Regions from separate parts of the Urocitellus parryii genome. Here region 1 is linked to region 2. The links are chromatin contacts, called in public Hi-C maps. All regions are on one chromosome and are shown on one strand. Each heading gives the region's core, a stretch centred on a gene start, on an enhancer-like site or on the middle of the called end of the contact. The rest is flanking DNA. Distances are from core to core; before and after follow the strand shown. Region 1 holds the start of Spg21 (SPG21 abhydrolase domain containing, maspardin). Region 2 holds the start of Pif1 (PIF1 5'-to-3' DNA helicase).

Region 1 (6,503 bases), core at 2,769-5,268, 160 kb after region 2:
TCCTCTAGAAGAGTAATCTGGTCTAGAAAATTTAAATGACTTACCCGAGATCACATGGCTATTGCAAAACTAGGTTCAGATGCAAGACAATCTTTTCTGACACCATACTGCCTGTCCTAGTTAAGTAATTCCAAACTGCAGTATCATTGCCTGTCTTTTAACTGTGTCTTAAGAATCAATTTTTTTTTAAATATTTATTTATTTATTTTTAGTTTTCGGCGAACACAGCATCTTTGTTTGTATGTGGTGCTGAGGATCGAACCCGGGCCGCATGCATGCCAGGCGAGCGCGCTACCGCTTGAGCCACATCCCCAGCCCCAAATGCGTGGACTTCTAATGCAAGCTTAGTGATTTCTAGCTTTTATCTCTCTGTGATGTTGGATAAGTCATCACCATCTTTGGGCTTGTTTCCTCATCTGAGTTTTACCAGTGTGTCCCCAGAGTCTAGAATAGTGCTTGGCACATAGCAGGCATTATCTATTGACTAAGAAAATTACTACATCCTACGGGGACTGAACTAGGCCCTCCTAGAGTCCCTTCTAACCCTGGCATCTGTGAGCTTTGTATTGGTTGAGTATCAGCAATTTCAAGGCTGCCCCTCTTTGCTCAGGCATCTGTTATGTCTTAACAGGAACCTGAAATTATAATTCCCTGTTGCAGAGTCTTTATTGTCAAGTGAGGAACTTTTACTCATTTGTTTGTAATGATACCAATACTTATCTTGTACTATGTCCTTGTACCTCAGGGCAAGCCTAGATTTCCTAGCATGGCTAAGATGAGTTTGAGATGCCATTCAATTCCTGGACTGACTCTGAACTGTTATTTTAGAGAATGTCCTCTGGACTGGCAAGAAGCAAAGGATTCTAAACTCAATAGAATTCTTCCTCATTCACTGGCCTTCCACATCTGCTTCTACAGGGACACAAATGTTACTTTGGAGAGTTACTAAACTGAACCCCTCAGGAGACAGAAATGTAGGCATTCCAATATTAGGCTTGATTTACAACTGTGACATTGTAATAATGGTTTCATCTCTCGAAGTTAAGATGGTACTTTTTTAAAAGTTTATTAAAACCATAAGTTGCTTCAAAGTACCAAGAAAATCACTAGTAATCTTACACTGAAAAATCAGTGTGCACAGATGTAGTTATTATTGTTCATGTTAAAATAAAGAAAATCATTGTTTGCATAATCCATTGTATCTTAAACATTAACATGTTAAAAAACTAAGTAATTTTAACTAGTCTTAGAGAAGCTGGTTATTACTTTTAAATGAAAACAACTAGCACATATAGTTAATTCTGGAATATTTTCCACCTGGACAGTCTTTAATTACTCCCATATCATCTAAACACTTCCTATTAGAGACATTTTCTAGTATTACACTTCTAAAAACAATCACTCTGTTCTACAGAGGGGGAATATAAAAACATGTTAAACAAAAATCTCAATATATTTTTTTAAAAAACATCTAATTAAAGCCAGAAAGTTTGCTTCTAGTCTCAATAAACATAGGATAAAAAATAGTTTTAGGAATCAGTTGCAATACACAAACCAAATTACCACACAACACAAAGACTTACAAATTCACCCAATCATCTACTTCTTTCCTATAGTAAAACTCGAGAGAGATTTCTTACCAAGAGTCCTCAGTATAATTCACAACCACCTCAGTATTATGACATGTTATAACTAATCTTGCTAGATGGAGAGATTCCACCCAGCTGTGACTAAATTTTTGCAGGGACAAGTGATTTTAACACTTGTGCATGTTTGGCAGTAATGAAAGGTGAGACAGATAGCAAATGTTGCATCTGACCAGCTGATGTCTATGAGAAAAAGGCTCCCTGCTGCAAAGTGAAAGCAGCTGTGAGTGGTATGAAAAGGAAAGTTTGTTCTAGCTCTCTTTCATCCTCTAAAGGGGTAGATACTTTTCCAAGTCACAAGAGAAACATTCTGTCTATGGCACAGAAGGTTAACTGAGATTGTAACCAAACTGGTCAGGATGAAATAAAAAAGAATGTGGATGGTAAACTCAACACTGTTTGATCTTTTGTCATTTGGTTCTTCACAAAAACAAAAGCACCTTTTCAGGCTAGGGGGGAAAGGGCCAGAGAATGGTCTTAATCTTGATTAAGCCACAGTCCAGGGGTGTTCTGGACACCCAGTTCTCTAGCCCTTTCTTGTGCTGCGGATCAATAAAACAGCTAGTTGAGATGAGTGTGTACCATCCTTCAGGAAGTCAACAGAATCTCCCAGGCTTTAATCAAGGAAACATTTTACAAATGTCACATATCCGGCTTAACCAGTCACAGATTTCTGACCCCTTATCTTAATCTATAGTTGATTTACATATAGAAAACATGTGATTTATTAATAATACTAGCAAAATATATATATGAACCCAACTCTTCTCCAGGTGATACATTTGGCGTGGCTTTTTTTTTTTTTTTTTTTTTGCCAGAGATTGAACCCAGGGCTTCAAGAATGCTAAGCACTTACTTTTACCACTGAACTAACCCCAGCCCAGCAATTGGCTTTTAAATTCAGGTCTCCTGGGCTGGGGTTGTGCCTCAGTGGTAGAGTGCTTGCCTAGCAAGTGTAGGACCCTGGGTTCCATCCTCAGCACCACATAAAAATGAATAAATAAAGGTATTGTGTCCAAATACAACTAAAAAATAAATATTTAAAAAAATAAATTCAGGTCTCCATTCCTTACCATACTAATGTATAGCTATCTTTTTTTCTTTTTTTTTTAAGATTTCTTCAAGGGAGATGTATACCTCTTTATACCTCTTTTCTTCAAAAATCTATTCCATTATCTATAAATCTCAAAGCAGGAAAAGCTGCCTACCCAACATCTCTTCTGCAACACTTCTTGAGCTAACAGCGCAAAAGCTTTTGGAAAATTGAACACAGCTACTAGGTTACTGCTTAGTCTGTTGAATCTTTCCAACAGAAGCTGGACCACTACAAATGGAGACAAAAAAAAGAAGCATAAGCTTCTAATTTATAACTTCCCAAGAAAAGAAGAGGAAAAGTGCGACAGTGGACCTGCCACTTTCCTCATCCCCCATTCATAAACCACATACCTGGCCTATCACTTTCGGGCTGAGGTACAATCCCCCAAACGACTGGCCTCTACTCAAACGTTTCTTAAACGTTTACTGAAATAGCCAGTTGCGGTGGCTCCCGCCTGTGATCCCAGCTACTCCTGAGGTTGAGGTGGAAGGATCGCCAAGTTCGAGGCCAGCCTGACAACTTAAAGAGATCTGTCTCAAAGTAAAAAAATAAGAAGGGCTGCTGGTGTAGCTCAGTGTGGAGCGCCCTTGAGCTCAATCCCTGGTACAAAAAAAAAAAAAAAAAAATTACTGAAATAAAATGTTTTTGGGCTATGTCCTCACGATCCCAGGATGAATATGCAGGAGGATGCCCTGATAAAGCCTTCTGCCTTCCCCCAACCCCCACGAAGAGGCTCCAAACAGTCCTCATCAGTCCCACCAGTGACAGCCACACAAAGGTAGGGAGGGTCACAGGCACACCGACCACCACCCATGAACTCAGACTTGGCCTCAGACATAAAAACACTGAGACACACTCACACACGTACGCAATCACGTGCATGGTCACATGAACCGGCCCACTCGGGGGCTACACACAAAGTCACACCCGGCCGAGGCAGCCGCGCATGCTCCATACACACCCATCTACAACCCCACACACATCACACACCTACATTCCCGATTTCCATAGCTTCACCGACCCCTCACCTGCCGTGGCCACCCCCACGTCCCTTTGCTTCCAGCTCCAGGCGGCTCTTTGCTCCTATATCCGAGTAGATGGAGGCGGCTGGGACCCGCAGCCAGAGCCCGGAGGACCCGCAGACACAGCTGGCGGGGGAGCAGGGGAGCGCTGGAGCCCGGCCTCCGAGGGGCGGGGCGCGCGGCCGAGCAAGCCCGGGCCGCGGCGCTCCCTCCTCCGGAACCGTGTGCTCCGCGGGCGCGAGCCTCCAGCTTCCGGGTTCGGAGGAGGGCGGGGCCACGTCGCGAGGAAGGGGCGGGGCTGCGTGGCTCCGGCGGTCACTATGGCGACGGCGCGGGCTGGAGACTGGGCAGGGAGACACCTGGCGCCATCAGGGATGCTGGCGGTTGTGGGGGCGGACATTAGTCCCAGCGGGGGCGACAGGCGCAGGACAAGGTCCGAGCTGTCACTGGGTCTGCCCTAGGTCATCTGTCTGACGTGGCCAGGAGGAAATTATGGTAATAGAAGAAAGGGGCGCTTGGCTTCAAGTTCGCGGACGGCTTCTCCGTCGTGGAAAGCTTTAAGGAAACACCTTTGGGTTATGGGCTTTGTATGCTCCTTGTGTCTTGGCACAGCCAGAGACACCCTCCACAGTTTTCCCTCAAAGCCTTCCCCTCCCGTATGCTGTGTCTTTTGGGATTTCTGGAAACATACTCCCACCCAGCTTCCCGTTCCTTCAGCCTAGGCTTGGCCTCAGACATACATCCTCTTCCTTCAGATATTGAAAATATTAATACTAATATTAACATTGTAATTACTATTAATATTGTAATCATTATTCTTAAGCAAGATATTGCAGGCGCCACGATTCCTTTATTTCAGTAAAATATTTGCAGGTTCAGTTTGAAATAATATGATAAGGTTGGATAACATGTAAATCTCCTTGTTTGAGGTTTCTTAGGGATCCTGCAACAAGATCTTGTTGAAAGTGCCTCTCTGATTTGTTTTAGTGAAAGCTTATACCCTGTTGAAAGGCCTGTGGACTTTGCCCTTTCTCTGGCAACTGTTGATGAGATTTAGGTCATGGTAGATCCCATTGGAAACTGCATCTCTAGTTGGGACTTCTGCCCTTTGGTTCTGGAGCCTCGGATACCAGTCTAGAATCTGGACAAATCCCAAAAGCATTCTCTCTCTCCCTATCTGTCTGTCTCTCTCTCTCTCTCTCTCTCTCTCTCTCTCTCTCACTATTTTTTTCCCCTCAATTAACTCTTTTGGAGGTGCAACTTAGTCACAGAAGAGCTCTTTTATTATAAGCATCATGTAGGTGTATGAGGTATGTTCCCCCAGACGAATTTAACATTGGGGGGCTTCCTCTCACAATTTTGTAATAGTTTAATGAATGGCCACTGGTTGTAAAACTCTTATGGGCAGATGCTGTGGGAGTATAAATCCAGAGCAAAGGGAACAAAGTGATTCAGTGCCTTAGCAGAAGATCTGGTCCATAAATAAGTGTATATTGAATTAATGAGTGGTAAATGAATCTGTCCACATCTATTCTTAAAACTGTATTTCTTAAATTCCACATCCCTAACCCTCACTTTAGTAATAGCAGTAAGGAGACCTAAGCTATGGATATACCTATACATGTTAAAAGTCCTTGTTAGTGTAGTAATAATAATTTTTAAAAAATTTTTTAGTTGTTGATGGACCTTTATTTATTTGTGGTGCTGAGAATCAAACCCAAGGCCTCACACATGCTAGGCAAGTGTTCTACCACTCTAATAATAATTTTTAACTTGACTATTGATACTTTAAAAAAACCTCCGTGGACCTGTTTTTTTGTTTTGTTACATATCTCCTTTTATCACAGTGTAAAAATGGGAATGTTTGATTGTTTTCCTTAGAAAAGGACCACATAGTCTTGTTTGTATCCTCAGTTGTTGCATAACACATGGCAGCACATTGTCCATTCTCTAACTTCATCAAGGAACATTTAATGTCTGTGAATTCCAGCTGTCTTGTAATGCACAACTGCAGGCAGCAAATTGTGGACCCAGGCAGGCCGCAGAGCAGGTGGACCTGGTATACAGAGCCCTAAGAATTTGCAGCTGTCAGCTGGAGTCTGCCAGATGGTTCCCATAGCACCTGTTCTTGTGAGAATCTCACTGAAAGACTGGAATGTTCAGAAAATATGCTGTGAACACCAAACAAAGTAAATAAATGGCCAGTTGGCTCTCAGAATTGCCCAAATCCATGTTCTGTCCCTTCTAATTGATCTTGTGACAGGATAACATTTTTAAAACACATCAACAAAGCAATCCTAGATATTTCTCTATACATGAATATACATATGTGAATAAATTTTTACAACTTTTGAGAAAAATATACACCAAACAGTATAGTGTTCACCCTTAAGGAGGAACTGGGGATGGAGAGAGTGGAAAGAAGAGCTTTGACTAGAGATTTAGTATTTGAGTTTATATAAAAATATATTTTTTATATTATTTGTGTGATCAAAATAATTAAAAGCAACTCTATTTGTGACTCTGCTGCTCTGAATCCTTCAGTAGCTCCCCACTGCATTCAAGCTGATATCCCAGGTACATAGACTTAAGCAGGTCTGGGTCTCTACTTGGCTGGCTGTGAGCCCAGTGTGCTTTAGCCATATCAACTACTTGAAGGGCTCCCAACACCACCTGATACCTTAGGTCTTTGGACTTTTCTTTTTTTTTTTTAATATTTTTTAATTGTCAATCGACCAC
Region 2 (5,893 bases), core at 2,173-4,672:
AGGCATAGACTCTCTGCCACCTGAGTCCCATCCCAATCAGACCTATCTTTCCAGGTCCAGCTCTGCTCACCTTCCTGGCCTCCTTTCCACTTCCACCTTAAGATAGGCACAGCACTTTAACCTTGACCTCAGCAGGTAGATGTCAGGTACATAACCTTTCCTTCCCTACTAATTGACCCTGACCCTACAGGGTCCCAGAGTAGACGGAGCTTGGGTTTTAAGACTCAGATCTGGGTTCAAGTCCCAGCTCAGCCACTTACTGGACATAAATTTGTATGAGTCACCTCACTTCTTTGACCCAGTTTCTGCATCTGGAATGGGGATGTTGACATTTCTGAACCCCTGCATGTCCATTTTCTTCCTTGATACCTACTCTATGCCAGCCTTTGTGTTGGGTGATAGGAATTCAAATCCAAGGGAGGCTGGGTCCCTCACTTGCAGGGATCATGTTTTTGGAGTCATCGACTGCCATTTGTCCTGAGTTGACCAGTGTCCTGCCTAAAACTCCTCTTTTAGTGGACTACTTACTCCTGAGAACAGGCATCTCTCCTCCTACCCTGGGTCACTGTGTTTGGTTCCTCACCCCATGGTCCCTTCTCTTTCTGCCAGGGCCTACCTGCCTAGCCTCACAGCCTGCAACAGAGAGATGAAGGTCTTGTCCGCCTGCCTCCACACTTCAGTGAGCTCCAGGGTCACTGGCACACACCTCTTCCAGCTCTTGGCCTGTTTGGGGTAAGGGTGGGGGGTGGGTCAGGGAACACAGCTAACCCCGCCCCCCGGGGGGGCAGGGCCAGGGGGTGAGTGGTACCTGGAAGCAGAACTGAGGGGGTTGGGAGCCCTTGGTCACTGGTGGCAGCTGCAGGAAGTCCCCACAGATAATGAGCTGGATCCCTCCAAATGGCTTGTTCTGCTGGCGGACAGCTCTGGAGGGGAGCAGGTAGTGCTTTAAAAAAGCTAAGTAGACAATTCCACTTGGGAAATAACCAGATTCTGGCCTCAGTTACTACCCTCACCATATATACTAACCTGGCCACAGCCTCCAGCTTATCAAACAAGTCTGCCTCCACCATGGAGATCTCATCAATGATCAGCCTCTGGCAGTTCAGCCAGGCCTGCCGCACGCCTGGCCGCTGTGCCAGAGCCACACACTGGGCCAGGGGAGCCTTGCCTGAGCCGATGCCTGTGAATGAAACTACTCATCCTGAACTGAGACCCCAGCCCCCATCAATGCTGCCCTCCTTTCCCTCCACCCCAGAAGTCTGACTTGCTCTTATCTCAAGCCCCAGGGGCTCCCACTTACCTGCAAAAGCATGGAGGGTAGTGCCCCCAATGTGGCAGGCTGCCACCCCAGTGCTAGCAGTGGCCACTGTGCCTGTGGGGGGCAGTGAGCCCAGGATCCGCTTCAGCAGATATGACTTCCCAGTCCCTGGACAGGAGGCAAAGTCAGGGCTGCCTGTTCTTCCATCCTACCTCCCCACCCCGTCCCCTCCACCCCTACTCTGCCCCTGCTACCTGCGCTCCCAGTGAAGAAAATGCTCTGGCCTTTTAGGACAACCCTCAGCACTGCAGCCTGTTCCTCAGAAAGCTGTGTCTTGGTGGGGAGCAAGCTCAGCCTCTTCACAGGCAGAGGCCACCTTGGGGCTTCCTGATGGAGACAGGGCTGTCTCAGAGCCTCCTCCCACCTCCCCAGACATTACTCTCCCACCCTTCTTGATCTGTGTTCAATACAGACTGTTGGCTTTCTCCCTGGGTTGGCTTCACTCCCTGGTACCCTAGGACAGCTCTGGTTCACCTGGAGATTTTGCCAGTAACTATTGGGTCTCTCCTCGTGCCCTGAAGATCCCCAGTGTATGGGTCTGGATCCTCCCTCAGCTTCCTCCTCTGGGTTCCTTCACCTTTCTGGTTCTCTCACCCAAATTTTCTTCTCATTTCTCCTCCTATTCCAAAATTCTCGCCTCAAAATATCCAAGCAAAACCCTGCCCAACTAAGGCCCCTTCTTGTTCCATCTCTAGCTTCTCGCCAGCTTAGTCTCAAAACCCTGTGGTCATCAACCAACCTGCCCCAGTCCAAAAATGGTTGTCAGTCCACCAGACATGTTTCCCTCATTTGAAGGGAATGTTGACTGTCCAGACACTGTTGACTGCTTCACTTCTCCCCAAATACAATAATATACTCCTAATTTTCCTTTTTTTGTGTGTGTATGTGTGTACAAGGGATTTGAAACCTGGGATGCTTAATCACTGAGCCACATCCTCAGCCCCCCGCCCCCACTTTTAAATATGTTTTATTTTGAGACAGGGTCTTGCTAAGTTACTTTGGACCTTGCTAAATTGCTGGGGTTGGCTTTGTACTCAAAATCCTCCTGCCTCAGCCTCTGGAGCTGCTGGGATTATAGGCGTTGGTCTATTTTGCCTTCTTCTTTTTCTTTTTAAATTTACTTTGCCTTCCATTTTTTTAAAACTGTATTGGACACAGTACCTTTATTTTATTTATTTGTTTTTTAATGTGGTGCTGAGGATCAAACCAGCGCCTCGAACATGCTAGGCGAGCGCTCTACCGCTGAGCCCCCTACTTTGCCTTCTTAAATCGCCTTTTCTGGCGTTCTCTTATCTTTTATTATGGCCTGGACTCTCATTACCTGTTCTTGCTTATTCAGGTTCAGGGCTTATATATGGGAAGCACAGAAGAGTCCAACGACCCTGTCATACTCCATGACCTATGGCATCTCTGAGCTCACAGCTGTTCCCTGAATATCGCCACAGTCTAGTCCCCCACACTTGGGCCTCCTTAGTCTCTTCCATCTTAATGATTAAGCATACCTAATCCCAAAGACATGCCCATTCTCCCGTTCTCACCATGCTGGGCTTGGCTCCAGTCCCGGGTTCCATCGGCTGCTTGACCAGCGTGGTGTCTAGAACCCGCGTTGCTGCCACACGCCGCAGCTCCTCCGGCTGCACTGGGCTGATGGTGACGAAGTCGCGGGGTCGAGGGCTGAGCAGCTTCGCGCGGGCGGAGGCAGGCCCGGGACCCGGGTCCGCAGCCAGCTTCAGACGCAGCGTGCGCAAGAAACGCCGCAGGCGGTCCGGGGGGCAGTCGGAGAGCAACAGCTGCACGGCTCCCGCCCGGGGAACGGCGTCTGCTGGGAGCCTCAACGTACTGCGCCCCGCCGCGGCGAACCGTGTGAAGAGACGCGCGGCGCGCAGGGGGAAGCAGCGCGGTTGCCCGGCTGGCCCCGGAGCCTGCAGCCGCAGCATCAACTCACGGCGCTCGTTTCGACCCAGGCTCAGCTCCGCGGTGCGTAAGGTCTGGCGTTTCCGTGGCTGCCCTCCTGGGCTCAGCTCTTCCACCGCCACACGGCACCGCAGGTCCGCGTGGTCACCTTCCGCTGCCGCCACCTGGGTGCTCGAGAGCATTGCTACCACCTCTGCAAGTCTGCGAAGAGACCGGAGCATAGAGGTCACAGAGATTCAGGATATAATAGGTGGTCCGTAACCGGGAACCCTGTCACACAGGGTCATGGACATTCTCACTGGTAACACAAGGAAGTCACTAGAAACGGTAAAAGGTCCCTGGGGCTAATCGAAAGCCCACTCTAGAAATATACTCTAGGGGCAGCGTCAGAAACTGAGAAACCTCGGTTGTCCTGCTAGGACCCCGCATTTCATGGGGGCATGGGCGGAGGAGGAGGATGAGACAAAAAGGCCTGCTTTGCTTTGAGACCCAAAACCAGCCGGTAATCGTCATGGCCCTCTCTCGGAAAATCAAGAGAGTCTCAAGTGTGGAGATGGGAAAGGGACTTACATGAAATGTGCGCCTTCTGTTTTCCAAGTTAGGTTTATGGATAGCCAGGCAGGTCTCTATTACAGAAGTGAAAACAGACTGAGAGAGACAAACTTTTTTGCCCTTGACTAGTAGGTCTCACGGTCAGTGTGATTCTAATGCCCGGAGTTTCCCACCTCCAAGGTGGGGGTGGGGTGGAAAATATTTGGCAAAGGAATTCACAGGTAAATCCCGGGGTCCCGGAAAACCCGGAAACCGTGCTCCCTCCGTCTGACCCACTCATCTGTACCTTCCCGACGGGGACCCCTACAAGAACCAGATTCTCTGCCTCCCATTTCAAAGGTCGAGCAGGAACTCACTTGTGCGGGCAGTCGCAACAATAAACCGGCAGACAGGCGAAGCTGACAAACTAGGAACTTTCAAATACTTGGGATAGAAAAATCAACCTATGACAGGTCGGGTCTTTAAATCCTTCAGCCAATCAACAGCGTGGGCGTGCCCATGGGGGCGGGGCTTTCGTTGGTTCCCACTTCCAGAAGCTTGGGTCTGAGAATCGCACACCCGAGGAAAGTTATTTGTGATACCCCAGTTTACTTATATGATTGAGCGTGGTGTAAGGAGGCAGAAACTGCTTTGATTGGCTGCTTTGATTGGCTTGAACTTCTGCTCCAGTCTCACAATGCAACTCTGAAGTTTTGAGAATTATTCTATCAACACCCTCCCTCTTACCCCTAGCTCACACGCTGCGGCTCACTCAGTTTCCACTCAGTACCATTGTTCACTTCCGAGTAAATCACCCCATGGCTTACCGAGTCCCCTATCCTGCCCCACAACACTCTTCACCCTTCTCTGCCCTTTTAAGAATCTTTTTTTTTTTTTCATTTGTCTTTCCCTCCCTGCTGATGCCCATAGGAAAGGAACTCTGAAATCTGTGCCAGGTATCAAAAGGGTATAAGAAAAGGAAGGATTCCCAGGCTTCAGGGAATTCTTTTTTTTTGGGGGGGGGGGAGGGCGGAGGGGAGGGGTACTGGGGATTGAATTCATGGGCACTCAATCACTGAGCCACATCCCCAGCCCTGTTTTGTATTTTGCTTAGATAGAAACTCTCAGAGTTGCTTTTGCAGAGGTTGGTTTTGAATTCGCGATCCTCCAGAGCCCATGGGATTACAGGCGTGTGCCACTGAGCCTGGCTCTTCAGGGGATTTTTTTTTTTAATTTTGTTTTAGTTGTTGATAGACCTTTATTTTACTTATTTATATGCGGTGCTGAGAATTGAACTCAGTGCCTCACATTTTTTTTTTTAAAGAGAGAGTGAGAGAGAGAGAGAGAGAGAGAATTTTTTAATATTTATTTTTTAGTTCTCGGCGGACACAACATTTTTGTTGGTATGTGGTGCTGAGGATCGAACCCGGGTCGCACGCATGCGAGACGAGCGCGCTACCGCTTGAGCCACATCCCCAGCCCAGTGCCTCACATTTGCCAGGCACATGCGCTACCGCTGAGCCACAACCCCGGCCCTTCAGGGGATTCTTATCCCTCTTGTTATACTGGATGCTCTGAGAATTTGTTTTTAAATTCTCATTCTCGTTTTTGCCTCGTCAAAACTTGGAATGACAAGCTAAAAGATTTTTACGGGTGAGTACAACCACATCATTTTACAGATAATGATAGCTCCCATATTTCTGTGTGTGTGTGTGTGTGTGTGTGTGTGTGTGTGTGTGTGTGGTTGAACCCAGGGCACTTAACCCCAGCCATTTTTTTTTTCCTTTTAATTTTGAAACAGAGTTCCCATTGAGTAGCCTAGGGTCTCACTAAATTGCTAAATTGCTGAGGCTTGAATTCCTGTTCCTACTGCCTCATCCTCCAGAGCTGCCAGGATTATAGGCATTGGCCTAAGGGCCCAGCACTTTTCTTTTCTTCCTTTTTTGGTACTAGGGTTTGAACTTAGGGTACTAGACCACTGAGCCACAGTCATCCCTATTTTTTGTATTTTATTTAGAGATAGGGTCTCACTGAGTTGCTTAGTGCCTTGCTGTTGCTTAGGCTGGCTTTGAACTGGTGATCCTCCTGCCTCAGCCTCCCAATTTCCTGAGGCTGGCCTTGAACTTATGA

What was found. Hi-C and Micro-C count contacts between places; a contact is called where the count stands out from the background.
Region 1: a Hi-C map of muscle shows a contact between it and region 2, with 2.3 times the contacts expected there. The contact joins the promoter of Spg21 here to the promoter of Pif1 in region 2. A contact is called at or near these places in 2 of 2 Hi-C or Micro-C datasets (liver and muscle).

What each region holds. Positions count from the first base shown.
Region 1 is chr6:109,397,130-109,403,632 of mUroPar1.hap1, forward strand. It overlaps Spg21 (SPG21 abhydrolase domain containing, maspardin), which reads right to left and starts at 4,019. Exons shown (of 9, transcript XM_026384814.2): 1 at 3,771-4,019.
Region 2 is chr6:109,237,562-109,243,454 of mUroPar1.hap1, forward strand. Pif1 (PIF1 5'-to-3' DNA helicase) reads right to left here and starts at 3,423. Exons shown (of 12, transcript XM_026384892.2): 1 at 2,857-3,423; 2 at 1,513-1,645; 3 at 1,301-1,426; 4 at 1,027-1,180; 5 at 809-923; 6 at 617-723. The coding sequence starts at 3,414.